Linked DNA regions of Triticum aestivum: region 1 is linked to region 2. The links are chromatin contacts, called in public Hi-C maps. All regions are on one chromosome and are shown on one strand. Each heading gives the region's core, a stretch centred on a gene start, on an enhancer-like site or on the middle of the called end of the contact. The rest is flanking DNA. Distances are from core to core; before and after follow the strand shown. Region 1 holds the start of LOC100415845 (1,2-dihydroxy-3-keto-5-methylthiopentene dioxygenase 2). Region 2 holds the start of LOC123098502 (probable pectinesterase 8).

Evidence for each region. A called contact is a pair of places that touch in the nucleus more often than the background predicts.
Region 1: a contact with region 2 is called in a Hi-C map of leaf, with 6 times the contacts expected there. The contact joins the promoter of LOC100415845 here to the promoter of LOC123098502 in region 2. A contact is called at or near these places in 3 of 5 Hi-C or Micro-C datasets (all in leaf).

The regions. Positions count from the first base shown.
Region 1 is chr4D:447,833,710-447,836,650 of IWGSC CS RefSeq v2.1, forward strand. LOC100415845 (1,2-dihydroxy-3-keto-5-methylthiopentene dioxygenase 2) reads left to right here and starts at 1,255. Exons shown (of 9, transcript XM_044520516.1): 1 at 1,255-1,415; 2 at 2,568-2,679; 3 at 2,818-2,912. The coding sequence starts at 1,398.
Region 2 is chr4D:447,545,191-447,548,269 of IWGSC CS RefSeq v2.1, forward strand. It overlaps LOC123098502 (probable pectinesterase 8), which reads right to left and starts at 1,426. Exons shown (of 5, transcript XM_044520514.1): 1 at 978-1,426; 2 at 169-258. The coding sequence starts at 1,039.

The DNA.
Region 1 (2,941 bases), core at 5-2,504, 290 kb after region 2:
TAATGCACAAACCTCAAAACACAAGCACTTCTCCTTTGTTGTAGAATCTTCCGTGTCATAATTGCCCAAACTTTTTTTTCTAAATGAATTGCCATTATTTGTTTTTATTTTATGCTTTACAATGCACAATTCCATGAATCTTAAAATAGATTAACTTTGAATGAGATGAACTATAATAATTAAACGAACATCTACATCATGCATATATAACTCAAAACTTACATGCTATAGTGTGGTATTTATTCATAATTTGGTTGCCAAATCTCATGCGCGCAATGCACATGTACCTTACTAGTATGCAGAGGGAGGAGATGACTGATGCGATTATTCAACACCGGGCTCAAATGAGCCCGAGTGTGAATAGTAATCCATTTTAAATAGCAAAAAAATTCCAAATTATTTTGTGGTGCAAGATGTTCATGTGCGCGATGTCCGTGCAAAATTTGGACATTCGACGAGCTTGTGACAAAAAAAATCGAATATTTGAGAAATTTTGAAAACATCATTGTTCACACCCAATTTTATCTTTTTGCTACGAGCACCTCGAATGTCCAAACACTCCAAAAAATATGGCAAACACCACACATTTGAGCATCTTGCATAAAAAATGATCAGATTCTTTTTACTTTTTCTACTATTTTATTTTATTTTTACAATTCATCGGTGTAGATAAGCCCGACACCGAATTAAATTAGTGGGAAATGACTAGAGCACGAGGCATCACCGCACCAGTACAAGTACAAGGAGGCATGCAGCATGGCGTCCATGCATGCGGCTAGATGACGTGTACCCTTTGAGCGGTTCATCCTGTCCAACGTGAAAAAAAATGTCCACGTGCATCGAACCGGACAATAGGCCAGCCCACACTGCCCATGCCATCACGTTTCATGCAGCGGGAGAATATTTTACGGGGACATGGCAAATTTCGCATCCAACCCGCCGGTAGCCGAGAATTACAACCTTGATCAGGGAAAATCCTTGCAAACCGGATATTTTGAAGAAGAATCTTGCAGACAACCTTTTCTTTTCTTGACAAAAGAACACAATGAAAATCAATCGTTGAAGATGGCTCCAAGAAGTTTACCACACACACAGACGGAAAAACCGACCAAGACCTAGAACAAGAAGCCGCGTTTCACTTTTCTTCATCGAAATAACACCCGAAATAATAAGGCCGAAAATATTGACCGCAGAGAAAAAAATACATAGCAGGGGCCTACATCGAAATTGAGCAAATCTCAGTGTCCTTATCCGCAAAAGCCCAGAGTCGCGTTAAGCCAAAGCGGTTCATAAGAAACGCACATCCACCTCCCCTGTTTCTCCAGCTTCGAGGTTTTCCAGGGAGAGGAAGGAAGGCAGAGAGAGCAGGGCGCTTGAGACTGCAAGAGGCCGCCGCCATGGAGAACGAGTTCCAGGTACGGGGATCCCTCCTTCCCAGTCCAACTTCGCGCTCCTGTTTCTGCCCTAGGATTTAGAGGGGTCGCTGCGTCTAGAAAGCGGAAGATTCCTTCGTTTCGAGGCGCGATTCGTGAAGGTTTTCCTTGATTTTGATCTGCTCAGCACGAGGGTTTGGGTAGGAATAGGCGATTGAAGCCTACGCATAGTCGAACGCAGGAAGAAGGTGGGATTGGGATTTCCTCCCTCCAGAGATTGGGGGTCAGCAGATTTTAGGATGGAGACCATACATGTTGGAGTGTACACTTTAGATTGCTAGATTAGATGTATGCAACTTCAATTAATCGGTTTTCCGGCTCAGATTTGAAACTGGGAGATTTCAGATGTGTAGCATGAGTTGCTCATCTGTCTTCCATTCCCCTGTTGGAGTATACCAGTACCCACAGATCACAGATGGACATATTGAGATGGAAAAACCTTCAGTAATGTGAACGTAAAGCTTTTAGCAAACCTGCTTTAAATAGTCATACTTTTTGTAGCATGAAATGATCATTGATGGTAATACTCCTTGTTTATTAGAGAGTTCTGCACTATCACTGTCACATACAAATCTTTCCACCCTTCTTCTGGTGATAATAGTAAGTAAGTAGAAAAGGCCTCTTCAAACTTGCTGGCACTTGGGTGCTTGATGTAGTCTCATACAACAACTGTATGAATACTGGTTTAGCCATTTCCCCTTACATCCACTTGTTGTAGAGTTGTTGTTCCAGGGGCAGGATGAAGCTTGTCAAATGTCAATCTGTCTAGTGCGTTGTAAATTACGTTGATTTTGCAACTAAGTCGGCTGCTGTTACGAGAAATTCCATTATTGCTGAGGCTGCGGCTACCACTGCATAGTCAGAAGAGAAGTTGTAAATCACATGGTCTGTAAGAATGTAGACCTGTACCACACGCCAAATCCTCTGTATCTATCTATGTGTTACCCCTCCCCCAGCCAAATGGCAAGGCTATTTTACAGGAGTAAAAATTTATGATCTGTAGACTTCTGCAGCTAGTTATGCTGAAGGAAGATCCATGTAAACCATTGTAGATGCTTAAAGCTAATTCATGTTATAATTAGCTTCCTGCATAACTATAATACAATATCTTTTGCATGGCCATTGCTTACTTAGGATGGCAAGGAGGAGGTCATCCAAGCATGGTACATGGATGACAGTGAAGAGGACCAGAGGCTCCCTCACCACCGTGAGCCCAAAGAGTTCATTCCTCTTGCCAAACTTTCAGGTCTGTGCATTTGCTGCTCAAATCATTTGCTGCTCAAATCATTTGCTCTAGTAGTATAGTTTTGTTTTTGAACTGTAGTAAAACTAGTGCTGGTAAACCTGCTGGATGCTAAAAACTGTGCATATTTTCAATGCTCAGAATTAGGTGTTGTAAGCTGGAACCTGAATGCTGATAACTGGGAGAAAGACGAGAATCTCAAGAAAATCCGTGAGGCCAGGGGATACTCCTATGTGGTTTGTCATTGATCCCTTTTTGGCTACTT
Region 2 (3,079 bases), core at 176-2,675:
ACAAATTATACCATTGAACACTTCTTTCCAATACAAATTCAACGGTATAATTTTTATTACATATAGCCCATATTTGGTTGGTCTAATTTACGGTCAAAGTTAAATTTTGGGATGTGTGAGCACCTTGTTCATTAGAATGGAGGAAGTACATCAGCTAGAAAGCAATACCTGCACTGGCCAATGATGACATGGTCTCCTTCCTTGACCCGGAAGAAAGGAGAAATGTGAGGAGAAATGCTGGGGTGCCTCTTCTCATACCTACAAGGCAGAGGGTTCACTTCCAAGTTAGATGCCACAGCAGGTAAGAAGAATGAGAGATAGCCCTGAAGTCCTCCAGTGTGTCACTTACCTCTGATATTTCTACAAAATGGAGACAGTTCCTGCGGACAATGACAGTCCTATTCATCTTCGCATTGTGGCATGTTCCAGCATTAATTCTGCCTCTGATAAAACAGTTCCTGTGAATGGGCACTTCCTGTCAATGTACATCCCTGAAATAAATTAAGTTAACAATCTGATTTCATTCTCCCTAGTTTTCGCCTCCAACAGCTACGCCCATCTCAGGTACACATGCTTCCGCTCTGTTTAGCGTGTTCTAATCATGAGGTCAAGATTCTATTTATGTTAAATTAACACTAAAGTATTATTTCTATCATTGGTATCATGAGCCCCTTGATCTCTCTTGAGAATACTAATCAGGCCTACCTTGATGCTATTTTCTTAAGCGATAGGCCTAATCTTCATGATTAAGTGTTGAACATGTATCGTTCATTGCCTTCTCTTCAATCCCGAGTGCTTGAAATTAGCTCCTACTGTTTTTCTGGTTATTAGTCACGGCTCGTAACAATTGAGTAGGAGGGGAATTGCAAACTGAAAACCGTACAAGTTTTCCCCAATTTAGGAACCCTAGCCATAGATTTCTCTCTAACCCCGAACCTTAAGAAAATCCCCAACAGTAGAGGGCTCGGGATGCTCACTTGCGCCGCCGCGTGCGTTGGAGCAGCCGAAAATCAAGGAAGACGACGCCCGCGTTCTCCATGCCGCGCGCGCCGCCCTCAACTTCTCATGCCGAAAATTAAGGAAGACGATGCCCGCGTTCTCCATCACCGGTCGCCCTGCGTGGGCTTGGTGCTCCTGCCCCTCGATTCACTCGAAAGGCGATGGCGAACGTGGCGACGCGCCTCAAGTTGCCGCATCGTCGTCATCTTCTTCGGAAGAGACGCGCGGGATCGAGGCGCTCGGCGCCGAACAGAAAGGATGACAGCGAGTGCAGCTTACGTGCCGTGCGTCGCCGTCATCACCTCATGGCCGCTGCGGCAACAAACACCGCCGGCAGCTTTCCTCAGCACGCCGCCGACAGTGAGGCGGAGCAGCGGTAGGCTGGGCTGCTGCTCGGACTTCGAGCGCCTTAGGGGGGCCCATTTTGTACGTGGGCTACGACCATGGTTTGCTTGTTCCCCTTTAGGTAATTTCGGCTACTGGGCCGAATAATTAACGGGCTACAGTCGCCTTTGTGGCCGAAATGAACTTTTCGGACCTTATAATTGTATTCAGTGCGTCATGAAGTTTCTAATAATATTTCTAAAAAATGAAGTTTCTAATAATGTTGTATACACTGTAAAAAATAGTAATTGTGTGCCAAAAATATAATGTGATTTTTTTATATAAATTGTGATAAAGCTTTCTAACGGGCTGCGTGGGGCGGCCGCGGAGATCGGGCGGCGCAGAGCGCAGCATGGAGCCAGCCGCGCAAGGCCCTGGTGTAACGGACGATGCTGAGGGCACTCTCGCCCGTGGAGGCTCCGGGGAGGCGGGTACTCCAACATCCTTTATAGGAATAATTCTTCGTCATGTTCTTGTCGGTGAAGAAATTGCAAATAAACTTTAAATGTTCAACTATTGGCAGATGCCACATTAATCACTGTTCCGAGCTCATCGCTTGGATAAGTATTTTCTGACACGTGTTTCTTGAATGCGAACGGCCAAACCAATTTCCACCCACAGAATGGAGAGGTAGGCCACCTCTTCATACCTTGGGTTATAAATACCCCTCTCGTCGTAGTCCTTCTTTTGACTGCTTTCGGGCTCGTATCGCTCTAGCTCTCGAGCTCTACTCTCAAACCCTAGCGCCGCAACTGATTTCTTCGTCGCCAGAGAAGGGCTTCATTGGTGCTATTTCTTCGACGTCGCTTTCCCCACATCCATCATTGACATAGCACTTCTTTGATGCCGAGTTAGGACTCAAGGGGCAAATTTGCATTTCTTCATCCACCATGAAGTGTGGTTCTGTTGGGGAACGTAGCATGCAATTTTAAAAAAATTCCTACGATCACGCAAGATCTATCTAGGAGATACATAGCAACGAGACGGGGAGAGTGTGTCCAAGTACCCTCGTAGACCGAAAGCGTTAGGTTAACGTGGTTGATGTAGTTGAGCATCTTCACGATCCAACTGATCCAAGTACCGAACGTACGGCACCTCCATGTTCAGCACACGTTCAGCTCGATGACGTCCCTTGAACTCTTGATCCAGTAGAGGGTCGAGGGAGAGTTCCGTTAGCACGACGGCGTGGTGACGGTGATGGTAATGTGATCCGCGCAGGGCTTCGCCTAAGCACTACGACGCTATGACCGGAGGAGTAAACTGTGGAGGGGGGCACCGCACATGGCTAAGAGAATAACTGTTGTGCCTTTGGGGTGCCCCCCGCCCCCGTATATAAAGGAGGGGAGGAGGAGGCGCGCCAAGGGGGGGTCCTACTAGGACTCCACTCCTAGTAGGATTCGCCCCCCTTCCTTCCAACGGAGAGGGGGAAAGGGGAAAGGGGGGAGAGGGAGAAGGAAAGGGGGGCCGCGCCCCCACCCCTTGTCCAATTCGGATTGGGCAGGGGGAGGCGCGCGCCACCTCCCGTGGCCTTCCTCCCTCTCTCCACTATGGCCCATAAAGCCCATTAACTTTCCCGGGGGTTCCGATAGCCTCCTGGTACTCCGATAAATCCCTGAACCTCTTCGGAACCATTCCGGTGTCCGTATATAACCTTCCAATATATCAATCTTTACCTCTCGACCATTTCGAGACTCCT